Linked DNA regions of Sus scrofa: region 1 is linked to region 2. A link is a contact called in public HiChIP or PLAC-seq data. All regions are on one chromosome and are shown on one strand. Each heading gives the region's core, a stretch centred on a gene start, on an enhancer-like site or on the middle of the called end of the contact. The rest is flanking DNA. Distances are from core to core; before and after follow the strand shown. Region 1 holds the start of TEF (thyrotroph embryonic factor). Region 2 holds the start of POLR3H (DNA-directed RNA polymerase III subunit RPC8).

Evidence for each region. HiChIP or PLAC-seq counts read pairs in DNA pulled down with a chosen protein or histone mark.
Region 1: an H3K27ac HiChIP or PLAC-seq map of alveolar macrophages shows a contact between it and region 2. The contact joins the promoter of TEF here to the promoter of POLR3H in region 2. A contact is called at or near these places in 1 of 5 promoter capture datasets (liver) and 2 of 2 datasets of contacts at active chromatin or transcription factors (alveolar macrophages and skeletal muscle).

Annotation. Positions count from the first base shown.
Region 1 is chr5:7,133,666-7,140,649 of Sscrofa11.1, reverse strand. It overlaps TEF (thyrotroph embryonic factor), which reads left to right and starts at 5,479. Exons shown (of 5, transcript XM_021091460.1): 1 at 5,479-6,236. The coding sequence starts at 6,080. LOC110260634 (a long non-coding RNA gene) reads right to left here and starts at 3,471. Exons shown (of 2, transcript XR_002343884.1): 1 at 1-3,471.
Region 2 is chr5:6,995,660-7,002,343 of Sscrofa11.1, reverse strand. POLR3H (DNA-directed RNA polymerase III subunit RPC8) reads right to left here and starts at 2,654. Exons shown (of 6, transcript XM_001929133.5): 1 at 1,454-2,654. The coding sequence starts at 1,564.

The sequences.
Region 1 (6,984 bases), core at 4,230-6,729, 140 kb before region 2:
TTGCAAGGGAGGCGTGATGAGCCGGTCTACAGATGAGGAGGCTGGCGCTCAGAGATGGGAAGGGTCTGGGGCTCCCACCCGGCTCAGTCCGCTTCCAGGCTCCTCCCTGCCCACGGGATTCCCTGGGGCCTCTGGAACCACGTCCCGGGGCCGTACTTCTCCAGTCGGGCACACATGCATCATGTTGAGTGCTGGCTGCCCTCGTGGCACAGGGGCGAGGGAGAAAAACCGCCCCAGCTTGCCTGCTGTGTGCGTCCCCCGGGGCTCGACAGACAATCCACAGTCCAGAGGGTCGGCGCCAGTCTCTCTGAGGGGGTGACGTTTGAGCCAAGGCCTGCGGGGTGAGGAGGGGCCAGCTACACCAGAACTTCCGGGCTGAGGGAATGGCACCTGCAAAAGCCCTGTCCTGGGGCACAAGAGACACATGTGTCTGAGGAATAAAAGGCCGATGTGGATGTAGGAGGTGAATAAGGGGGAGAGAAGGAAGAGGTGAGGATGGAGAGACCCACCCTGGGGGGGGGGAGCCTGCAAGGCCTTGAAGGTCATAAAGAAGAGTGAGGCTGTCGACTCCCTGCCTGCAAGCTTCCCCCCACCCTGACTATTCCTGGACATGTGGCTGGTCGGGGGGAATGGGGTGTTTCCAGAACAACCCAACATAGAATTGTAGTAAGAGAGAACTTCAGGCGAGCTCTTGCTATGCTCCAAGTACTGTGTGTCCTCAGCCGTGTGCCTGCATTGACTCTGCTTCTCAGGCTCAGAGAGGTTAAGTAACTTGCCCAAGGTCACACAGGAAGTAGTCAAAGCAGGAATCAGATGTCGATGGTCCAGCCCCAGAGCCCACACCTTACCACTGCACCAACACGACTTCCACTGGAGAACCTGTGGCTGTCAGGAAGTAGCTGTTGAGATGTGGCCGAGTCTGGAGGTGAGGGTTCTCTCTGGAAATGGCACTGCTGGGGCAGCTCTCCTTCTATGATCTGAACCTGGGCAGTGGACAAAATGCAAGCCAAATAGGAAATGAGTACTCATGGGGAGACGGGCAAGAGTTGGTCTAGAGCCTCCACCCACCACTTCTCCCCTAGAACACACTGAGACCGAGGTACAAACCACAGCCCAGAGCTATGCAGCCACCGGTATGTGGGCTCAGAAGGCGGCAGTTGTTGGCAAGGCCCGTGGTGGAAGATTTGCCATAAGGATGGCTGATGTTTGTTATTCCAGGTTTGATCGTGAATCAGACACAATGACTGTGATTTAATGTTGATACTGTTCCAAATATATACAACTCGGCTTTGAATGGTTTTGTGAACCCTCCTACCAGCAACACCAACAAAGTGAGCCGACAAGTATTTACTGAGTTACTACTCTTGACAAAGCTTTGTGCTCTCCTGCATTTGGTGTGGCAAAGCATACAAATAACTGGGCTTTGCTAGGGTTCAAGGGAAGGCTTCCCATCGGCCTGCTCTTACAGACCCCAGGTTCATGTCACATTCTGCAGTGAGTCAGAAGACGGAGTGGTGCTGTCCTGCTAGATGCTATGTGGCCAAAGAGATCATCATGGGGCATTGGGTCAAAAACTGGAACTTTAGGAGTTCCCACTGCAGCACAGTGGGTTAAGAATCAGGCTGTAGCAGCTCAGGTCACTGTAGAGGCGTGGGTTGAATCCCTGGCCCAGCACAGTGGGCTAAAGGATCTGGTGTTGCTGCAGCTACAGCACTGGTAGGTCCCTGGCTTGGGAACTTCCATATGCTGTGGATATGGCCATTTAAAAAAAAAAAAAAAAAAGCTGGAGTTTTAGCACCTCTGAACTTCAAGCTTAAATAATCCAAGTTGGTATAATGGTTTAATGAAAGGCCCTTGTTTTGCATATGCTCAGTCAAATTAAATTATTTATTTGGGTTGGTTAGCAACTTTCTGAAACACAAGAGTAGAATTTAAAGCAGGTCCAGGAGTTCCCGTCATGGCTCAGCAGTTCATGAACCCGACTAGGATCCACGAGGATGTGGGTTCGATCCCTGGCCTCGCTCAGTGGGTTAAGTATCCAGCATTGCTGTGAGCTGTGGTGTAGGTCGCAGATATGGCTCGGATCCTGTGTTGCTGTGGCTGTGGTGTAGGCCAGCAACAGTAGCTCCGATCCAACCCCTAGCCTGGGAATCTCCATATGCTGCAGGTGTGGCCCTAAAATAGCAAAAAATAAAATGAAATTAAAAAAAAAAAAGCAGGTCCAGCTCTGGAAAATGGACATTTCACATCCCTTCTCTCTGTAGCTTAGACTCTGGAACCCACTCCCAGCCTTGTTCCCTATCCCCAAATAATTCTCCTCCTGACCTGGCACAACCTAAGAGCAGAGGAAAGGTGGAGGTCTGGAGGTCCCGCCGTGGCTCAGTGGAAACGAATCTGACTAGGATCCACGAGGACGCAGGTTCGATCACTGGCCTCGCTCAGTGGGTTAAGGATCTGGTGTTGCTCTGAGCTTGAGCTGTGGTGTAGGTCGCAGTCGCAGCTTGGATCTGGTGTTGCTATGGCTGTGTTGTAGGCTGGCAGCTGTAGCTCCGATGTGACCCCTCCATATGCCACAGGTGCGGCCCTAAAAAGACCAAAAAATAAAAATAAATAAGAAAGGTGGAGGTCCACCCTCTCCACTCCATAGACTGTTCAGGCTGGCACTTGACACTGCTCCCCACACATCAGCTCATCACCACTCTGTGAGGGAAGCATATCCATTTCTGTTTCCAAGAGAAAAACAACTGAGGTGTAGGCAGCAGAAGTCACTTGCCCAAGGCCAGGTGGCTGGTCAGCCGCCGAGGGGAGACTCTACCCATGCCCACCCAGGCGCCGCTGCCCCAGGACCACGCCTCCCTCAAGAAGCTGCTGCACTGATTGAAACCCTATTTCTACAGAATTCCAAGGTGCCATTTCACAGCTCTAGTCTTCACCATGTAATAACATGTTCTTCCTATAGACTTTAATTCTTTGTTGGGCTCACAAACACTACAGACCTTAGCTAATTCTCACAACATGCATTCCTCCACTAAGAGAAGGGGCAAGGCCACGCTGTTAGTCCCACTTTTACGGAGAGGCGGCAGAGCCAGGGAGAGCCAGGGAGAGGATGCTGCGGCTGGAGAATGAGAAAAAAACATAATGGCTCCCGCCCCCAGGATGGTGCTGTTGAAAGCTGCCAGGCGGCAGGGTAGCGCGCCTCCCAGCTTGCAAGTAAGCACGAGAGAGAACATGTTTATAAAGTTCCCGCGGTGTTTGTGACACGCCTTTTACCGTGGTTATCCAAGGGGAAAAAAAAAAAAAACCTCTTTCGGGAATGTAGTACATGAACAGAGAACCGAATCGAAACTAATTTTTAAAGCCCTAACCAGCTCACCGAGCTCCTCCCCTGTGCTACTTGCCTCTTAGATTAGTTGCTCCAGGCTAGGTTTTAAGTCGGGTAGCACTGGATAACTGCAGCTTAAAAAAAAAAAAAAAAAATCTAAACTTTTACTACATCTCATTACATACCACCTGTCACAAACAAATGTAACTTTCCACTGTTATGTTGCTATAAATCCTCTTCTCATACCTTGAGAAATTTTTTCCCTTCAATGTCACATTGGGAATTCCCATGGTGGCTCAGGGGAAAGAATCCAACTAGGAACCATAAGGTTGCCTGTTCAATCCTTGGCCTCGCTCAGTGTGTTAAGGATCCAGTGTTGCCGTGAGCTGTGGTGTAGGTCGCAGCTGCGGTTCGAATCTGATGTTGCTGCTGTAGCTCTGATTCGACCCTAGCTTGGGAACCTCCATAAGCCACGGGTGCGGCCCTAAAAGGCAAAAAATAATAAAATAATGTCACATTAGCCATGAAAATGTACGTTTAGCCCTAATCCAGCAAGTCTCTCCACAACCAAACTAGTTATTTTTAAAGCTTCCAACATTGTTTTAATCAGTTTCCTTGGACTGCCCTCTGAAATTTATTTCTAAAAACCTCTAGGTCAGTTTATTCTAGAGATGTCTTAGTTTAGCCACATACAGAATTCCCGCTAACAACAACTGAGTTCTGTGCACAATTTAGTACTTTCGCTCAACAGGGAGTGACATGGGCACCAACCTGCCTGTAGGATAACGGATACACCAAGCCATGAACTTGTACCCATGGGTGTTAGTAAAGCTATGGTCATTACCATTTGTTGCATTTACACTAACTGGCTAACGGAAGCCTGGGAAGGTAAATCCTGCCCTATCTCCATCTGACATAAACCAAGGAGGCCTGGAGAGATGAAGCAATTGGTGGGAGGTATCAGATTCAGAAAATAACTGACATCTAATGAGCATGGCCGGGAGACCTTGATTTCTGGAGTCAGATGCCACCACCCTGGCTTGACCATCACCCAGAGTTTCTTCAAACCTCTTGCTTTCCAGGCCTGCTCAGGGGCCCAAGCGCTTTTTTCCTCCTCAGTGCCCAGCAAAGTTCTCATTATACCAGCCTGACCACTTTCAGCTAGCTGGGTGTTGCTGTCAGCACCTACCCCGTGAACCAAGGACTGGGCTCTGCCATTCCCCAGCCCGGCTACTGGAAGGCGCGAGTCACAGGCAGGATACAGGATAAACAAGCCAAAGTCCCTGCCCTGTCAGGCACGGAGAGTCTACACTGAGTTCAAGGCAGAGTATGAATTGTGCTATCAAGAGGTACAAAGTCCTGGTGCCGCTAGGAGCAGCTTCCTGAAAGGTCCCCACATCTGTGGACCCCGCTCACGTTCTCCATTTTCCCGGTTTCCTGAGGAACTCCCAGGAAGTATTTATATTTTGAGAGGCGGTGGTTCTCCCACGAGGTGTGTACTCTGTAGATTGAGTGAAGGAGTTTTATTTTTTTCCCTGTAGAAAAAGCCAAGGTCCTCAAGAGAAACAGGCTTTCAGAGCCGTTTAGGACTTTAGAGATTATCTAGCCCAACCCCGAAATTTTATGGGCGAGAAAAGAGGCTCCGGGAAGCAACTGGACTTTCCCAAGGTCACAAGCTAGTAAGTTGGGAGGACAGAAGCGTGCACTCCGGCTCCGGCTCAGGGCCGCGCCCTTCCTCTCCACCACCCCGCCCCGACCTCAAGAATGCTCCTCCACGCTCGTGTTTATTTGGCCGCCACGCCCGCGCCAGAAACCCGGGATCCGCGGGGAACCTGACACCCGCTTCAGCGGCAGCCAAGCCTGTTCCGGCTGTCCCTACGATGGGCAGGCCGCCGTCCCCGGCCCTGCCCTCAGCCAACCTCCGGGTCGGCGGGGTAAGGGCTGGGCTCTGCGTCCAGGTCCCACGACCCTGGACAGAGTCCCCGCAACCAAAAGAACCGGCCCTCCCCTCCCCGCCGCAACCCCGCACGTGCTGTGCCTCGTGCACCGCCCCGGGTCCCGCCCCCGCCCTCCATTGGCTGTTTCGCGCCCTCCACCTCTTTCCCCTCCCCCTGCAACTGGACTCGGCTGTGGCTCCACGTGACCCGCGGAGTTGGGGACGGCCGCGTGGCCCCGGGGGGCTCTCTGATAGGCTCCCCCCGCCGGCATGGCCGCTCCCAGCTCCGCCTCCCTTCAGTGGCGCGTCCGGAAAGTGGAGAGGTTGGGGTGCGAGGGGAGAGCGGTAACGGTGGTCCGAGAGGAGGAGGGGTATTATGAGCAGGGAGGCGAAGGTGAAACCTTGGGTAGAGGGGAAGGGGCTGTAGCCGAAAAGGGCCTAAGACCCTGACTCTACCAGGCGCCAATCAGGTGACACAGAGGCAGATGGGGCGGGGCCTTCGGCCCTTCTCCTCACCTGGCCCCGCACGTGTCTCGTTTATCCGGGCGGCCTAACCAATCACGGCCGGGACGGCTGTGCCTGCCCCCCTCTCAAGGCGGACCAATCCAAGGCCGCCATCCGGGGAAGCTGGCCTGGACTCATAAATAATTAATATGCCAGAGCCAGTCCGCAGGCGGGGTAGGGATGGAGGGAGGCGGGGGTGCCCCCGGGAGCCTGCGCAGTAGCCGCCCGTGTCGGCAGCTGCGGCGGGTCGCACGGCTCCGTCCCATCTCGGGGGGCGGGCGGGGGAGGCGAGGCGCGCGAGCAGAGCGCGGGGCACGATGTCCGACGCGGGCGGCGGAAAGAAGCCGCCTGTAGAGCCGCAGGCGGGGCCGGGCCCGGGGCCGGGGCGCGCAGCTGGGGAAAGGGGCCTGCCAGGCTCCTTCCCGCTGGTCCTGAAGAAGCTGATGGAGAACCCCCCGCGCGGGGCGCGCCTCGGTGAGGGGGGGGAGGGTCCGCGCGCGCCTGGGGGCGGGGTTTCTGCAAGGGCGGGGCTATGTGAGGGCGGGGCCGGGGAGGTCGGAGGTCAGGGTGAAGTGGTCCAGCAGAGGGGGATGGGACCAGGGATGACAAGGGCCCTGGAGGGCGAGACAGAGGGATTGGGAAGAGAAGGTCAGGGGCGAGTTGAGCGAGGCTGGGTCAGATAGGGGTTGGCGGGGAGGGGTCAGGAGGGAGAGGGTAGGGTGGGAGTCGGGGTGAGGAGGTTCCTTTGGGCGGCCTCGAGTGTATGCAACGCGTAGGGGTTACTGAGGAGGCTGATGGGGGTCGCAGCAGCCACTTAAATGACGCTCGAGGGCGCCTTCTCTGGAACGCCTGAATCAGGATCACTTGGGATGCTTGTTTAGAATGCCGATTCCTGGGCCTCACCTTTCACCCACTGAATCTGCGGCTCCTGGGACAGGAATCTGCATTTTTAGGAACACCCCACCCCACCTCTGTGATTCCAAAGTCCACTGAAGTTTGAGATACCCTGATAGACAGTAGCGAATTGTCTTTATATATGGGCTTTCTCTCTGGGGATGAGGACCTGTCTTCTTCCCCTCCAGTGAGTATTCCCAGTTACTAGGTAGGTACTCGCTGGAGGTTTTCTGGAAATGAATTTCAGGGCTGCTGCTGAGGTGGGGGAGGAGTGTCAGGAGAAGGGATGGGAGGGCCTTCTGAGGGGGGATTGACATGAGTCAGGTAG
Region 2 (6,684 bases), core at 1,405-3,904:
TTCGTTCAATAAACACTTACGTAAATATGGGGGACAGAGGGGAAGAAGACAAGAGTTCATGCTCTCATGGAGAGGGAAAGAGAAAAACAGAAATCAACTAAACAGGAATTCCCTACTACCTCAGGGGCTAAGGACCTGGAATTGTCACTACTGTGGCACAGGTTCAATCCCTGGCCTGCCAACTTCAGCACGCCGAGGGCCGGGCCAGCAAAAAAAAAAATGAGAGGGAGTTACTGCTGCGGCTCAGTGCTGACGAACCCGACTAGTAACCATGAGGACTTGGGTTTGATCCCTGGCCTCACTCAGAGGGTTAAGGATCCGGTGTTGCTGTGAGCTGTGGTGTAGGTCCCAGACATGGCTCGGATCCCTTGTTGCTGTGGCTGTGTAGGCTGGCAGCTGCAGCTCTGATTCAACCCCTAGCCTGGGAACTTCCATATGCCATGGGTGTGGCCCTAAAATGCAAAAAAAGAAAAGAAAAGGCAGTGGGAAGGCCTCTGACGACTTGGCACTAAGGCATGCAGGCCTGGCACATAAAAGGTGCACAAGCGTTCTTTTGCAGAAATAAACGTGACAGCCAACTTTAAACTACCATCCACCTTCCCAGAAACAATGGATGGTTGGACAGCAATTATTATTTCCACTTTACATATGGAAACTGAAGCCCAAATGGGGTAAATGACCTGCCCCAAACTGCAAAGTAAGGAGTTCCCATCGTGGCGCAGCGGAAATGAATCCAACTAGGAACCATGAGGTTGCAGGTGTGATCCCTGGCCTTGCTCAGCAGGTTAAGAATACACCGTTGCAGTTGTGGTGTAGGTTGCAGACGGCGGCTGGGATCTGGTTGCTGTGGTTGTGGCGTAGATCCGGCAGCTGTAGCTGATTCAACGCCTAGGCTGGGAACCTCCATATGCCGCGAATGAGGCCCTAAAAAAGCAAAAAAAAAAAAAGCAAAATAATTCGGAAGGGTCCCACTTGCAGCGGCCTTCCCCCTTCCCCCCCCCCCTTTTTGGTTATTTTGCACCCGCGGCATATGGAAGTTCCCAGGCTAGGGGTCAAATCGGAGCCTACACCACAGCCACAGCAACGTCAGATTCAAGCCGCGTCTCCGACCTACACCACAGCTCACAGCAACGCTGGATCCTTAACCCACTGCGGCCAGGGATCGAACTTGTGTCCTCAAGGATACTAGTCAGGTTCGTTTCCGCTAAGCCATGACGGCAACTCCACGACGGCCTTTTTTTCAAGCCCAGTTTTTCTTTTGATTCCCTCCAACATTCTTGTGGGGTAAGGATTACCCCTATCCCATGCACAGGTGAAGAAACCGAGCTCTGAGACGTTAGGCTACTTGCCCAAGGCCGAGGCTTGGCACCGACAGGCCGAAAGCGGGCAAGTAAGCAGCGCTGGGCCCTCTCCGGCCAAGGCCGGCCAGCGACCCCATGGACCCAGTCAGTACCTTGTTGGCCAATTTCTTGTTCAGCTCCTCGGCAATAGAGTCGTTGAGCTTCCTCTCAAACTGCCACGGGGGTATCCGCACGGTGTCAACCATCTCCACCAGGACAAACATCCCGCCTGCGCGGGGGACTCTGGGAACGCGAGTGTCAGTCACGCACAGACACCTGGGGCGGCGGGGATGCCGGGGCCCGCTCTGTCGGTCCCAGTCGCTGACGGGGCGGCGGGGATGCCGGAGCCCGCTCTGTCGGTCCCAGTCCCGGAGCCCCCCAGGTCGGCAACGGAGCTGGAAGCCGGGGCCTAGGGTATCTCCGTAAGGGGCGTGCTCCTCTACTGCAAGCAGAGGAAGCTGAGGCTCCACGGGGAGGACCTCCTGGTCGCGCGGGAGGGGCGCGCAGCCCAGTCAAGCCACACACACCACGCACTACGCACCACGTGCCTCCGCCACGCACCGCGGACCCACGCCAGCAGCACTACTACGGACGATAGTCCAAATCCGGTAGCTTCCGGGAGACCGACCAATAAGAAGCTTCGGTCCGCCCCGTCGCGAGGCGGGGCTACGTACCGGTCTGCTCGGGACGGGGCCACCCCTTCCGCCTGCGTGGAATCGTCAATCCCAGGCAACGCTTTCAGGTTGCTAGGCGACCTCTGTGCCACCGGGCCATCTCTGCTTGACCTGTGCAGTACTCTCCTGGCTCAGGCCTACCTCGACGCTGCAGCCGGCCCTTCCAAATGCAAACACAGTATGCCTAGACCCTTCAATACTCTGGAATCGGGGACACTGGGCTGGAAAGGAGCAGGCGAGACCTTTATAGGATGATAGAAATGTTCTGTATCTTCTTTTTGCCGGTGGTTACACAGGTGTAGACAGTTGTCAAAACTCGTCGACCTCAAGACTTAAGATCTTTGCATTTACTTGTAATTCAGATTACATCTCAATTGAAAAGGGATAATAAATTGGGACAAAAAAAAAACAACCAAAAACCAAAAAACCCTTACTGATTTACTTTTGAATTAGCAATAAGGTCCAAAATCTTTATCATAGCTCACAAGGCCCTGCGTGGTCTTGTCATTGTCCACTCCTCCAGCCCTGGTTTGTTCTGTCTCACCACATTCCAGTCTCACTCATCTTCATGTGATAGCTAACATGGGCTTGGACTAAAAGAATTTCATACCTTGGAGTTCCCGTTGTGGCGCAGTGGTTAACGAATCCGACTAGGAACCATGAGATTGCGGGTTCGATCCTTGGCCTTGCTCAGTGGGTTTAGGATCTGGCGTTGCCGTGAGCTGTGGTGTAGGTTGCAGATGCGGCTCGGATCCAGCGTTGCTGTGGCTGTGGTGTAGGATGGCGGCTACAGCTCCAATTAGACCCCTAGCCTGGGAACCTCCATATGCTGCGAGAGCGGCCCAAGAAATGGCAAAAAGACAAAAAAAAAAAAAAAAGAATTCCATACCTTGTCTAAGGCCATGGGCTGCTAAGTGGTAGAAGTGGGCCCCATACAAATCTGTACAGTACACAGCCTTCGTGGAAATACACTGCGGGGGGGGGGTGTTCCTTGTCTGTTTGGTTTTGGCCATGCCTGTGGCATGTGAAAGTTCCCTGGGTCAGAGATGGAACCCAAGCCACAGCAGCTATCCCAGCCACTGCAGTGACAATGCCAGATCCTTAACCCACTGCCCTACAAGTGAACTCTACACTGCAGTGTCTTGTTTTGTCATTTCTTTTCTTTCTTTTTTTTTTTTTTTTTTGTCTTTTTGCTATTTCTTGGGCCGCGCCCGCGGCATATGGAGGTTCCCAGGCTAGGGGTTGAATCGGAGCTGTAGCCACCGGCCTACACCAGAGCCACAGCAACGCGGGATCCGAGCCACGTCTTCGACCTACACCACAGCTCACGGCAACGCCAGACCCTTAACCCACTGAGCAAGGGCAGGGACCGAACCCGCAACCTCATGGTTCCTAGTCGGATTCGTTAACCACTGCACCACGACGGGAACTCCTGTTTTGTCATTTCTTACTGCAGTATAGTTTTTGTTTGTTTGTTTGCTTTTTACGGCCACAACCCTGGCATATAGAAGTACCCATTCTAGGCATCTAATTGGAGCTACAGTTGCCGGCCTATGCCACAACCACAACAATGCAGAATCTGAGCCGTGTCTGCAGCCTACACCACAGCTCACGGCAACGCCAGATCCTTAACCACTGAGTGAGGTCAGGGATCGAACCGGCAACCTCATGGTTACCAGTTAGATTTGTTTCCGCTGTGCCACAACAGGAACTCCCATTGCAGTGTAGTTGATTTTCCATATTGTGTTAATTTCTGCTGCACAGCAAAGTGATTCAGTTATAAACACACATTCTTTTTAAAATATACTTTTCCTATGGTTTATCATAGGATATTGAATATAGCTCCCTGTTGTTTATCCATTCTATGTATAATAGCTTACATTTGCTAACCCCAACCTCCTGCTCCGTCTCTTTCCCAGCCCCCTTCCCCTTGGCGACCTCAAGTCTGTTCTCTGTGTCTGTGAGCCTCTTTCTGTTTTGCAGATAGTTTCATTCATTCGCCATAGTTTAGTTTATTTTATCTTTGGCCATGCCCACCGTGGCATGTGGAAGTTCCTGGGCCAGGGATTGAACCCGAGCCACAGCAGCAACCCAGGCCACTGCAGTGAAAACACCAGATCCTTAACCTAATGAGCCACAAGGGAACTCCCATTTGTCATATTTTCGATTTTGCATATAAGTGATATCATACGGTATTTGTCTTTCTCTTTCTGACTTCACATCATATGATAATCTCTAGTTGCATACACCGCATTGTGGTTTTTTGGTTTTTTGTTTTCCTTTTTAGGCTACATTCATGGCATATGGATGTTCCTGGGCCAGGGATTGGATCCATGCCACAGCCTTACACCACAGGCGCCAGATCTTTAACCCATTGTGGTGGCCCGAGGATCAAATCAGCAACACCACAGAGACAAGTCCCATCATTAACCCACTGCACCACAGCGGGAGCTCCTCACTGCCATGTTTTAGTCAAATAAAAATTTAAACAAATAAAAAGAGACTTGGAGTATATGATAGAGGCACTCAGAAATGCATGGTCACTGTAAACCAGCTGTAATGGAAAAAATAAAAATCGTTATAAATGAAAAAAAAAGAACAACAGCGAAAAAAGAAATGCATGGTGCTTCACCTTGCTGATTTCACACCAATAGGGATCTTTCCATGAGTTTGGCTGCAGGGACCGAATTTGGCCTTCCCAGCATCTATATTTTTATTTATAGGCCTGTTTGCCTCTCCTAGGATTTGAGCTACTTGAAGACAGGGGGAAATGCTACTTCAGCTCTGTATTCCCACAATCCGCTAACATCATTCCTAAGATGCACTCAGTACCAGTGTGTTTAGGAGATTATATTAATTCTTTCTCTCAAATCTCAAATTCCCCTTTTTCATTCCATTCCCACTGCTACCGCCCTGAAATTCTTTTCCCTGCCACCGTGGCGTTTAGACACCACACATCCCAGCTCCTGGACTGGATCTTTCCTGCAAGCGACCTCCACACTGTCACAAAAGCCTTCCCTTCAGGAATCTCTTGTGCCCACACAGAGAGTTCTGGATTAAACCCAGGCTTCCTCTCCAGCCTCACCTCCCTTCTGTCCTCTAGGCACTGGTAGCTTCCAGCCCCAAGGATGCAAACACCAGGATCCCGTGTTGCTGTGGCTGTGGGGTAGGCCGGCAGCTACAGCTCTGATTTGATCCCAAGCCTGGGAACCTCCATATGCTGCAATGCGGCCCTAAAAAGACAACACAAAACAGGTTAGAATTAGGAAATGACACAGTGACACATGGGCTGGAGGGAACAGTGGATGGGAAGGGGCTGATGTGGAGACAGGAATGCCAGGAAGGAAATTCCTGAGTAGCCCTGGTAAGAGAAGGCGGGAGCAAGGCTGGGCCGCTGAGAGCCCACAGAAAGCAAAGCTGGGCCCCGTCCAGAGGTTGTCAGGGGATGGTGTCAGCATCAGGGTGCAGGACCTGGGAACGGAAGTGGGAGGAGCCAGCGCCTGAGGCCTTTCACTGAGATGGGAAACTGGAGGAGGGCCAGGCTGGGGGGCGAGGCCAGCATTGCTGAGCTCAATGTTTTGGGTTCCCAGGCTTCTTTTATGGTATTCAGCTCACAGGATCGCAACAGTCATTTGTTGGCACGGCTGGTTTCCTCATTAGGAAAAACAGGGACCAGGCGTCCTTATTAATTCTCTGTGCCATTCCACGGACGCTTTGAGGTGGCTCACAAAACCGCACAAAGACTTGGTCTGCAAGCTCCTCAACGGCAGAGGACGTTTCCATCCTGTTCCCCCACGTCCTCAGGGCCTAGGCCGGTGCCTGGCACAAGATCAGGGCTGCTAAATATGCGTTATTTGAATGAACAAAAGGATGGCAAAATAATTGCTAGGAGTGTAGGAGGGAGGGAGAAATAGGGCTGGAAACTAATCCAGGAGGAGGAGAGCCCAGTGGGTGGTTGAGGCCATGGAATTCCCAGGCCACAGCGCCCTAGCTGAGCAACCACGGCCGAGCCCGAGAACCCCTTGGCACACCAGAGCCTCTCTGTAAAGTGGAGATAATATTGGAACCCATCTCAAATGACTGTCCATCAGTGGAGGACTGGATGAAAAATATACATGGTGTATCATGAAGTGAAACAGTATGAAGACATCAAAAAGGATGAGAATGCTCACTGCGTAATGACATAGAATGAGATTCAGGATACATTGCTAAGCATAAAAATGCAAGGCGCGTGACGTTCCCATCGTGGCTCAGCGTTTAGCGAATCCGACTAGGAACCATGGGGTTGCAGGTTCGATCCCTGGCCTTGCTCAGTGGGTTAAGGATCCGGCGTTGCTGTAAGCTGTGGTGTAAGTTACAGATGTGGCTCAGATCCAGAGTTGCTGTGGCTGTGGTGTAGGCCAGCAGCTGTAGCTCCGATTGGACCCCTAGCCTGGGAACCTCCATATGCCGAGGGAACGGCCCAAGAAATGGCAAAAAAAAGACAAAAAAAAAAAAAAGCAAAGCGCAGACTTCCCATTGTGGTGCTGGAGCAGAAACGAAATCAACTAGTATCCATGCAGACGAGGGTTCAATCCCCAGCCTTGCTCAGTGGGTTTAGGATTCAACGTTACCATGAGCTGCAGTGCAGTTCTCAGACACGGCTTGGATCTGGTGTTGCTGTGGCTGTG